Regions from separate parts of the Danio rerio genome. Here region 1 is linked to region 2. Evidence: chromatin contacts called from public HiChIP or PLAC-seq data. All regions are on one chromosome and are shown on one strand. Each heading gives the region's core, a stretch centred on a gene start, on an enhancer-like site or on the middle of the called end of the contact. The rest is flanking DNA. Distances are from core to core; before and after follow the strand shown. Region 1 holds the start of raph1b (Ras association (RalGDS/AF-6) and pleckstrin homology domains 1b). Region 2 holds the start of nalf1a (NALCN channel auxiliary factor 1a).

The links. HiChIP or PLAC-seq counts read pairs in DNA pulled down with a chosen protein or histone mark.
Region 1: an H3K4me3 HiChIP or PLAC-seq map of gastrula embryo shows a contact between it and region 2, with 4 times the contacts expected there. The contact joins the promoter of raph1b here to the promoter of nalf1a in region 2. A contact is called at or near these places in 2 of 4 datasets of contacts at active chromatin or transcription factors (embryo and gastrula embryo).

Annotation. Positions count from the first base shown.
Region 1 is chr1:33,250,043-33,255,990 of GRCz12tu, forward strand. It overlaps raph1b (Ras association (RalGDS/AF-6) and pleckstrin homology domains 1b), which reads left to right and starts at 2,428. Exons shown (of 15, transcript NM_001365589.1): 1 at 2,428-2,662.
Region 2 is chr1:32,880,001-32,886,165 of GRCz12tu, forward strand. It overlaps nalf1a (NALCN channel auxiliary factor 1a), which reads left to right and starts at 1,258. Exons shown (of 3, transcript XM_001921192.7): 1 at 1,258-2,431. The coding sequence starts at 1,745.

The DNA of each region.
Region 1 (5,948 bases), core at 1,178-3,677, 370 kb after region 2:
TGACCTAGGACCTCAATACATTACAGATATGCTGACTGAATACAAATGTACAACAGATGACTCAGATCATTAGGATCATATAAACTAGAAATTCCAAGGGTTCAGTCAAAGCAGGTTGAATCAGGCTTCTGCTACTACGCCCCCTGCCGCTGGAATCAGCTTCCAGAAATGATGTGCTCAGTGTTGCCAGATGCAGCTAACACCTGCTGAAAACCAAAAATCCCCGCCCAACAATCTGTAGCCTATATTAAACATCATTTAGGAAATATTTAAAAAAGAAAAAAAATTCAAAGGGGGGCTAATAATTAGTTTAACTAGGCAAGTTAGTGTAATTAGGCAAGTTATTGTATAACGATGGTTTGTTCTGTAGACAATCTGAAAATATTGCTTAAAGGGGCTAATAATTTTGACCATAAAATGTGTTTTAAAAAAATAACTGCTTTTATTCAAGGCAAAATAAAACAAATAAGACTTTCTCCAGAATAAAAAATAACATCAGACATATGGTAAAAATGTCAGACGCATTGGCGCATTAGGTAGTGCTGTCGCCTCACAGCAAGAAGGTCGCTGGGTCGAGCCTCAACTGGGTCAGTTGGTGGTTCGGAGTGAAGTTTGCATGTTCTCCTTGCGTTCGCGTGGGTTTCCTCCGGGTGCTCCGGTTTCCCCACTGTCCAAAGACATGCGGTACAGATGAATTATAAGCTAAATTGTCCGTAGTGTATATGTGTGTGTGTGAATGAGTGTGTGTGTGAATGAGTGTGTGGATGTTTCCCAGAAATGGTTTGCAGCTGAAAGGGCATCCGCTGCGTAAAAACGTGCTGGATAAGTTGGTGGTTCATTCCGCTGGCGAACCCAGATTAATAAAGGGACTAAGCCAAAAAGAAAATGAATGAATGAATGAATGAATGAATGATATGGTGAAAATTTCCTTGCTTATACATAATTTGGGAAATATTTAAAATAGAAAAATAAATCAAAGGGGGGCTAATAATTCTGACTTCAACAGTATATATTGCGTTCCTCCGGGTGCTTCGGTTTCCCCCACAGTCCAAAGTCATGCGGTACAGGTGAATTGGATAGGCTAAAATGTCCTTAGTGTATGAGTGTGAATGAGTCTGTATGTATTCCCAAAGATGGGTTGCAGCTGGAAGGGCATCTGCTGCATAAAACAAGTGTTGGATAAGTTGTCGGTTCATTCCGCTGTGGTTGCCTCTGATTAATAATGGGACTAAGCTGAAAATAAAATTTATATATATATATATATATATATATATATATATATATATATATATATATATATATATATATATATATATATATATATATATATATATATATCAGAAGGGTCAGTAGGGGTTAAGAATCAAGTTTTATATTGTACATATTTAGCATTAATATTACCAAAGTATGTAAATTAAAGAACATGCCACAAATAAAAAAATATATTTTGTTATCTTTGATATCAATAAACTTCAAGTAAAGGACTGTGTTGTTCTAAACTCTTAATCTAAGTGAATAAGACCACAAACTGTACAATCAACCTGGAAAACGCCAACCCTAACACAGAAAACATTTTTTTAAAGGCTTTAAAACTTAATATCTCCTTAAAGTACTTTAATTAAATATATTTCACAATATCATAATACTTAGCTCGTGGGGTATAGTGCACTGAAATTTAACAATGTACACAACAGAAGATGTGTACTCACCATGCACTGATGATAACCGGAATCGCAAGCATACATTACATCAAAGTCAATAAGTTTCCTTGAACCAATGAAAGACTTGTAGACTGATAGGAATGCCTTTAAAACGGTCCATTCGTGTTCTTTTTTCAACATTTTTGTAAAGGTCCTGCTTGTCTATAATTGTATGAATTTTGTTTAATTGTTTACACACTTGCTTGTTTTGTTTCTTAATTAATGTTTATTGTTGTATTTTTATTATGTACCTTCTATCACCCTGGCACTATATTGTTTGTTATAGTTTCATGTTGTTTAAATAATAATAATAATAATAATAATAATAATAATAATAATAATAATAATAATAATAAAACTGGTAAAAAGGTTTGTGTCTTCTTCCGACAGGGGGAGACCTTACTACACTTTCTCATAGCCATGCTTTGTTAAGAACTTGCTTGAAACCCATATTGTTTTACGTGGAAAAAAATCTACCATTCGTCACTAAAAATAACATATAAATCAGAAAACTTATTCAAAACGGGTCAGGGCTTTTTTTTACAGTCAGTGGTTAGAGCAGCAATAAAATAAGAGATTCCAGCCCCGTAATAATATGTGGACATGTGCTGCCCGTTGTCTTCTTGCACCAGTAGCGGCCTGCTGGTGCGCTCGTGTGGAGCGAGGAAAGATCCACGCACCTCCTTTTGATGGACTGATTGGTCGAGCGCTGAATCTGGGCAGGACAGGAAACGGGACGCGAGGAACGCTCAGCAATCTCCGTTCTCCGGGAGAGAGAATGGGAGAGGAAAACGAAATGTGTTAAAAGGAGACTAAATAAACTGGATCGGGTGCATGAATATTTTACTTTTGTAGTAAAAAAAACGATACTATTCACCATCAGGAACGTTGGATATTTACATTTATTACTCTTACAAAATATTTGTCGGCTGTTTTGTTACATTGAAGATCTCGTCGTCAGGGTAAGTGCCTTCTATTAACTCATCTTTCTTATGTTTGATACGTTACTCTTACATATGCTCCAACTTGTGCGGGGTTTTGTTAAAGTAGATTTACGTCAGGACAGGCTTGTGATTGCTAAGATCCCACTCTAAGGAAAGTAACTCAGTTATACTGTCTGCTGTTATTGTTTGTCCTTATGAGAAAATTGGCTGGACAAAAAGGCATGGAGGGTGTTAAAGAAAGGGGTCAAATTCATCTTTGTCATTTGACAATGGGACAATATCTACCACGTGCACAAATATAGCTCTCCATCATCAGTGAATGAATTCCCTGAGTTTGGTTGGCAACATTTGGCTTCGTTTCCAGTCAAAGAACAACCATGTTGACGTAACGTTATTTCTGGGTGTGATGCCGAGCTTATTTGACTTGAATGTCACAAGCGGATGAATAAGTGATCGGTGTATCGTTTTAATAAATATTACCCTGCTACATTTTACTCCCCAACAACACCGGAGAAAGTCGTCACGTGTTCACGCAGCGCTGTTGTATGTTGGCTTGATTCTGGGTGTGTTCAAAACATAACGCCCATACATTTCATCCCCTCGTCAAGCCACGTTTGTGAAGAGAGTTGTTGTTGTTTTCCCACATCTTTATGTTCCCATCTCTGCTCCTTAAAATAAATATTATTTGAGACAGTTGTCAGCTTGGTGGTCTCCACCCATCCGAGCCCAAAGGCTAGCATTCTGGATAATTAACCAACTGATAGGCTAATCATAAAGGGTTCATAAATTAAAAACATCAGTTTGTTGATGTGACTGCGGAGGAAGTGCAGGCTGTATAAAGATTTCCTGCATGTTTGATCGTTTTTTTTATTTGCATGTCGCGTGCGCTCTAGGCCATGCTGTCCAGTCTGTTCATTGTCCTGCTAGTCTCTCCGGTCATAAATGTTATTGTCACGCGTCCTTCTCCAAATGCCAACCAATACCACTTTCAATGGTGTTCTTCCCTCGTGTTTACGAATGGCTGTTTTGTAGGCACTACGTTGTGTTCATTAAGGTTAAAGTGGGTGTAAAAATGGAATACTCTAGTCACAGAATTTGTGGTGAAGTAAGGGACGACAGTCAAGTAGAAATTACAATATTACGTGTAATTTATTATTATCACACTTTCAAAATGTTTCTTTTCTCTGACACAACTTACTTTAATAGTCTTCCATTGCTTATGAAGATGAGCTTGAAAGTTATAAGATATGTTTGTATAATCTGTAAAGAGATCAGTTTGTCTGTAATGTTTTTACCAAATTGTAAATTTATTAAATTTTATTTCACAAGAATAAAGTTATCAGCTATCACTGTCCCTACTCAAAGATCTAATTTAAACCAGACAATAACTAGCATGGGATGATAACCATTTACAAGGTATACCGTGGTTTGTAAAAGTTAAGGTTTTAAAATCACAAATTTTCTGCTATACCATTCCGAATCTACATGTTAGATTTGTTTATGTACGCTTTTATGTTTTATAGTTTTTTAGGACAACAGTATCTCCAGCTGAAAATAAATCCAAAGATGCCATTTTAAATTGTAATGAAATTTGTGTTTTTGAAACTAACTGAAGACACAAGTCAATAATTCATTTCAATTATTTAGCCTCACATGTTTACTGTTACACAATATTTTGAATGTTTATCAAAATAAAATATATTGTGTTCAAAGGGGGAAAGGTTCTTGTTTTTACCCAGACATTTAAAATAAGTATTTTAGAGCAGTTATCACAATATAGTGATTTTTTTACCCAAGGTTATTATGCTGTCAGAATATTGTACCGGCCCATGCCTATTCACAACTGTGTATAAATGACAAAAAGATAAACCCTGTAAGCTCCAAGTGTATTTGGTGTATAGAGCAGCTACCCCATGGTGGAAAAATTACTACAAAGTGTTTAACTTTGTAGTGTTTCTGTTTATCAAAATTTCCTTGATTTGAAGTATTTCTGCTGAAAGGTTGAATCGCAGGAACTTTATTTCTATTGTAGTTTCTAGTGCCACTTATCCCATTTTTTCACAGCGTGTGCTCTTTTATCTGCTCTAGTTGTTTTCAGTTAGAGGTTGTCATCTACTAGCTAAAGGGTGGAAAGTAGTGGGATGTAGTCAGTAAATTGCTGACCTCAAGAAAATGAGCACTCCGTCAATGATTTAACCGTTTTCCTCTCTTCCTTGTACACTGCCAGGTATAGAAAGAAATGCGGGGTCCTCTGGGCATGAGAGTGGACACAGCAGTGTGCATGAGAAAAACAGCTGTTGCTTATACATCTCAGTGAGGCAAAGATCATTCTCTGTGAAATGAGTTTACAGCTAATCACATGTTAAGGGAAGATAATCTAGCTATGCAAGAGGAAATGTTCTATACATTAAGTTCATCTTGAGGCGCTGACTACATCTGTTGATTCATTGATTTGATTTCTGGTTTGTGGATTTTAGCTGGATTTGTTTATTTGAGATTTCGTTTTAGCCTCACAAGAAGTATAACGTTAATGGCTCGTTTCCACTGACTGGTACAGTATAAAGTATGGTACGGTTCGGGTCGGTACGGGTCACCTTTATCAGGCTTGTGGTTCCATTACCAAAGGTACCTTTTTGGTGGGCATGGTGTATGACAGAAAGTTTTAAGGTCTGCAATTATATTAAATAAATAAATGATCATATATGAACACATACAGATACTTACAGTCTCCAATATGTTACAGAAAAACTACACACATCATACATTTCGTTCTTATTTAGGTTCAAAACAACACAAAATATAGCCTACAGTCAGTGAAAACCTCTCATCTGTGCGTGTAATCTTCAGCAGCACATGTAGCCTCTGTTAGAGAGTCATTCCATCATTCCCAGTTCATATAAGTCCAAAAGGTTAAGACAAAAATTAAAACAAGGCAGTTTGTTCACGTTTGCTGAAGAAATAATGTCCTCCGTTTCCCCCGACTTCTCATTTTACCGCGCTTCACTCTTGCGTTTGTTAGTGTCTTACAGGATCGGGTTTCAAAACATCATTAATGAAGCGCACGTTATTATCATCAGCTCAAGAAGTTTGTTATTTCAGATATAGACGCGCAACGAGTGCAAGCAAGATAGCCAAAACAGTCTCGCTTCAGAGAGGCTTGTAAAAAACTACGAGGCACAGGGTTCTGCTCTACTCCATGGCTTTGTGGCTGTTCATCAAGACAACGACAAGGTTTGTTTGAGCCTGGGTCAACCATGGCTCCTTATTATATGTATATATAATTTCGCTGTAATCTCTCGCTGTG
Region 2 (6,165 bases), core at 8-2,507:
ACCCAACACTGGAAAACACCCATACACTCTTGTATTCACACACATACACTACGACCTTCTTGCTTTGAGGCGATTTTGCTAATAATTTTCAATGTCCTTTAAATTAAAGCTAAACTATTTGTTATAAAGAGTAGTTAAGATAACTATTGTTTTATCTAATACAAACTATTTGCATTTGCAAATAAAAGGCTGTTGCGACAAGTGACAGTAGCCAGCATGCGCCTGTAGCTGATAAATACTGCTGGGAGGAGGGTAAGGGTAATATCAGTAATTGCTACTCTAAAGTGAATGCACGTCTTAATTGTAGCTTGGCTAATAACAGTTAATGACTAGAAATAACAAATAATAGTGGAGTCAAATAAACAAAACCACTATGTTCATAAGATATGTTTAAATGTCAAGTGTTTTCTTTCTGTGCTTTACCTTATTTTGTACTCTTTGAGATTTCTGATTAATATGCATTTCATGTGACGCTTTTGTGTTTGCCTTCTGTTTTCATCAAACCTCATGTTGCAGATTAGAGAATAGAAGAGATGTAAAGAAAATGCATTTTGCAATCCCAAACACATATGTTGTTGATTAGACAGCTCTCAATTGTCAGCTTCATGTCACTATATGGTGTGTGAGTGTATGTTTGTCAATTTGTGCAAATGTGACAGGTTCACACATACCATATTGCTGTGCAATGGAAGACAAACATAAACAAACCAAAAAAATTTAAAATGCTAATCACCAAGTAAAAAATGTGTTTATAGTTTTTTTTTTGCTGTGCAATTAAATTGAGTTAAATATAGTATACACTTTTATGATGTATATTAATCAAATTAATCATATTAATCAAATATATGCTTAGACAATGAACGAATGAATGAGTCAATCAACATTTTACTCTGCCGACCTTCACTGCCTATTGATGATTTATGTTTTTCTAAGTAGATTCACAGAGAGAAAGAAAGTCAAACAGGTTTGGGTGCGAGTGAAGGATGACAGAATGCTTTTTCTAGGTAAACTATACCTTAATAGCACTGTTTGACAGTCTGTAAGCCATTTTGCAGCTATTCTACCTGTTGATGTAAATACAGCAAATCTGAGTCAAAGAATCTAAAACAATGATAAAGCAGACATCTGTTCTTAGATGCCAACCATGTTATATCTTTCCATGATGCGCAGCCTATATGAACAGTTTGCTTATTCGCCGGTTTGCTATGATGAATCGACCTCACTGCATGAGCTGACGCAAATGACCCTGCACTCTTTGAAGAACTCTTTCAAAACGAACATGGCGGCAACTTAACATCTGGCAAAATGACTTTGGATCCTTTGGCGAGGAAAGATCCCACCTTGTCGGACCGAGGAGGCGAAATTCGGCGTGGTGAAACGAGGAGTCCTTGCGCTTTTCTCCAGAATCAGAGCGAGCGGCCAGACAGTGGCTTTTCCGTGTTGTAGCGGCTCTGCGCAAACGGTAAGAGCGGAACCCATGACAGACGAGCAGGGAGAGACATGTTGCTACAGATAGCTGGGTTTTTCTCCGGAGGAGGACGGAAAGAGGGGATACGACAATGAAACCAATAATCCCCCTGAACACAGCGACTGATCGGAAATTGCAGTTAATCGCGGAGGTGAGCAACGAACGCTCGTTAGCCATCGTTTAGTAGGCAAAACTCAAGGCAGACCTCCCGTCAATGACTATTGTGGCAGAAAAGCCCTCACGGTGGAGTCAGCCAGCGCTGCGCTTTCCTAAAATATGACCAGCGGTGCTCGAAAGTGTCGGCAGCGAGATAACGGCTTAAAAAATTGGTGTGCTCCCCGCGAGAACGAGAAGCCATTCACCGACTCCGAGAGGGCCCAGCGATGGCGACTGTCCTTAGCGTCCCTCTTATTTCTAACCGTTCTGCTTTCTGATCATCTGTGGTTCTGCGCCGAGGCCAAAATGACAAGGACCCGAGACAAGTTAGCATCAGAGGACATGAGCGCAAACCACAGACCCGACCTCCCTCCAACACACAGCAGCCTCAGAAGAAACGAAGATGCTATTTTTGTAGTCAATTCTACCAAACCTTTGTGGCAACTTGAAACTTGCCACACGGATAGTTTGTCTGAAAACTGCTTCACTTTTGTCGACGCCGACCACTTGTGCAGGGGCCTTTCGGAAACGGAGGGGACGCGGTGGGTGAACATGAGCGATTTGTACCTTTCCTTTTGTAATTCGTACTCCCTTATGGATTTGCTTTATGGATCATTAAGTCCGGACAATTTGAACTGCAGCCTCGACGCGGTCATGGACGGTGATCAAAACAGATGCAGTCTGTGTGTTCAAGCATACCAGCGTTACGACCTGCACGCACAGGAGAAATATGAGGAATTTGAGATGATGACAGACAAATACGAGACGGATGTGTACTCAGTGAGGACCTGCATGGAAGAATGCAAGGTAGGAATTTATGATCTGGATCTCTCGCTTTTGTACAGCAGAGTTGGTTCTTCGTTCTCAGTCGTCATGGTAACTGCTGACAGTAACGTGGTGATGATGATCATGATGATGATGATGTTTTAGGGGGTTAAAAGTGCAATTCGCTTCGCTTGTTGATGCCAACTTTGCTCTCATCTCATTCGTTGGAAACTTTTCTTTTGCTTGCTATCTTATTTTTATATTCAATGATGGGGAGCGTGAACAACACGCATTGTTCTGGTCTAATTTTACGGAGGCAAATGAATGTTTCTGCTGATTCAAGGTTACTGTGTCAATGGACAAAAGCTGCAAAGCCAATCTTTCAGCGTGCGTGCGTCATTCTATAGCACGCAGGTGCCCGTGTGGCGTCTCTCGGAACTGAATAGAGCTGCTCCGCCAGGTGTTCATTCACGTCGTCCACCACACTGAGCAGACTACATTTCAATAACGCTAATAGGGCACTAGTGCTTTCTCAGCTAATCTGTCACAAGAGTCTTTTCCCTCGCTCATTTGTCGTGTTTGCACAGCACTCTGCGCTCGCTGCAACAGGGTGCCCTCTTAACTGCCATAAACTTGACATTAAGGTTAATTTTCGAGCTCCTGCTGTCATCTTTAATGGATTACTCATGGGCGACGAAAAAAAACGACACTGTGTATAGCTCCTGAGTGCTGATAAGGAAGCGATCTTGCCTTACTTTTTACGTTTGTGTTGCTGTGTATAATTAATGGTCAAACATTTACCGAGAGCTTGTAAGTTGTCTTTTAAATGAAAGAGACATAGATAAGCTGCTGATTAAGTGGGTGGCTTGATTTGTTTGTTCACTGGTTCAGCTGGCAAAGGACTCCTCACAAAGGCTTTCTCACAGCACCACCACCGACGCGCCCGCATAGAGTCCGTCTTTGCTGCTTGGCTCTTCGCTGTCCGTGGTGCTGAAACATGCTAAGGTTAAGTTGAAGGGTACATGTTTTTTGATGCAGGCAGGGGCATGCAGTTTTCTCTAGATCATTACACCAATGATAATCATGAAAATGGATGTTTGCTTCTACGATTGTACCTGTCAAAAGCGTTTGAGTCATCTCAGTGAGATTGTCTTTCAACTTGTTGATAAGTTATCACAAATTTGTAGGCTACAATTGACTTATGCTACCACATGATCAGCTACTTCTCATAAGGAAATAATCTATAAAAAGAAGTATGAAGTATGTTCTATAATACATTTATAAAACATTTAAATGCAACGTTGCTTGAGAATAAAAAATTTGGCCACTAAACATGAAAACACCATTTCTTTCTTTCTTTCTTTCTTTCTTTCTTTCTTTCTTTCTTTCTTTCTTTCTTTCTTTCTTTCTTTCTTTCTTTCTTTCTTTCTTTCTTTCTTTCTTTCTTTCTTTCTTTCTTTCTTTCTTTCTTTCTTTCTTTCGCAGGAATGCGCTGTGCATGTTCTGCTGCACATACTGTGTCATTACAGAGCATTTAGCAATTTTTTTTTGACTGTCCTGTTTCTCACCCTTAGAAAACAGACTTTTTCCTGCATTAACTTAACTGTCAAATCATGGTATTGCGGCTTGATAAACTAATAGTAAGTGTGAATGAAGACCATAATGTAGAGAGAAGGAGCAAGAGTCAGTCAGAGCCTCTAGCAAGCAGCTGCAAGGGAAAGCCAGTCCCAGCTGTGATTAAGCAGCGAGAAATAGAGACAGAAAGAAAGACAGAGAGATAGAGAATGAGGGGAAGGGTAATCACTGTGACATGTTGTCTCTGACAGCTAGATCAGCCTTCAGGCTGATTTAATTCGGCATCTTCCAATCACTGCATTGGAGTGTGGGAAACACTGTTGCTTTTGTCTGTGTTTGAATTTGTAGCCTATTGTGTAAATGCGCTAAAGGTTTTGTTTCTTTGAAAATACAACACATATAGGTAGCAACCAATTGAACAAAGGCAGGTGGTTGTAATTAGAGAAATAAACTGCTATTCTAGGAGTCTTCTATTCAAAAATACCACACACACACACACACACACACACACACACACACACACACACACACACACACACACACACACACACACACACACACACACACACACACACACACACACACACGTGTGTGTGTGTGTGTGTGTTTCTCTAATTTCTGTTTAATGGAGGGAAAATTGTTTTAACTCATTTCTAAGCATACTAGTTTTAAAAATCTATTTCTAATAACTGATTTATTTTATCTTTGCCATGATGACAGTAAATAATATTTTACTTGATATTTTTCTAGACACTTCTAGACAGCCTAAAGTGACATTTAAAGGCTTAACTAGGTTAAAAAGGTGAACTAGGCAGGTTAGGGTAATTAGGCAAATTATTGTATAATGATGGTTTGTAGACTATCCAAAAAAAAAAAAAAAAAAATTAGCTTAAAGGGGCTTTTGCTTTTGTTCTAGCCGAAATAAAACAAACAAGACTTCCTCCAGAAGAAAAAATATTATCAGACATACTGTGAAATTTTCTTTGTTAAACATAATTTGGGAAATATTTAAAATAGAAAAAACAAAACAAAAGGGGCTAATATTTCTGACTTCAACTGTATATATTTATATATATACAGTTATACTATATACAGTATATATTTAAAATAGAAAAAACAAAACAAAAGGGGTAACAAAATATGTGCTAATATATGAATGGAAAATTTATTTTTATTTAACTGAAAAAAAATCCTATACTGCAAAACAATTTAGGTGCTTGTAATAGATGGTATTTATTATATTTTTTCTATTTTTATGAATTCTATGCTGTAAAGGACATGCAAACACTGCTAAATATTTAGCTATAAATTCTACTGACTGGCTTCTCCCTGGAACAATTTGACATAAGGAATCAAACTCCTTTCCTCAAATTGAACTTAAAATTCATGTAATTTTGTATTTCATTTTAAATTTTAATAGCAGTTTTACTTTCATACAGCAAGATTTTTGATCACGCCCCCATCACAAACTCTGAGCTACTGAATGCAGATATAAAGTAAGGACTGAAAGGAGAGAGTTGTTTTTATGTAATTTGATACCACACACCAATAGTATAAACGTGTTCTGTGACTAAAAGACCTACATGACGGTGATAGTTTGATTAAGCTCTTTACTTTGCACTTCAATAATGCGACTGAAATAGGAATACTTCACATGATACTTCACATGAAGTGCTATTTTATCGCATAAATATGAAGCATGGTTAATGTGTGTGTCTGCAGTTGTAACCACTGTTGGATATGGCAGTAGCTAAACTCCAGTACAAAAATGACAACCAAGTTAAACCAAGTTACACGCGCAACTCCCAAGCCCAGCCTGGGTTGCCAGGTGTGTGCAAAGCTGTTATGCAGTTCAAATCAATTCCTGCCTCAAATCTTCAGTGCTAAATTCACCGTTAAGCTCCATCATAACATTACAACTTACTACTTTTCACCTTGACGAGAATAGAGATTATTTCTGCTTTACTCGTCAGTCACCATTATTGTGTCCAATAATCACTTTTCCAGACATGTATGTTTATATATATATATATATATATATATATATATATATATATATATATATATATATATATATATATATATATATATATATATATATATATATATATATATATATATATTCTTTTTTTATTAATGTTATGTTAGAATTATGAACTTTTAGCATGTATGGTGAACACTTTTTAATTCACTTTTAAAGT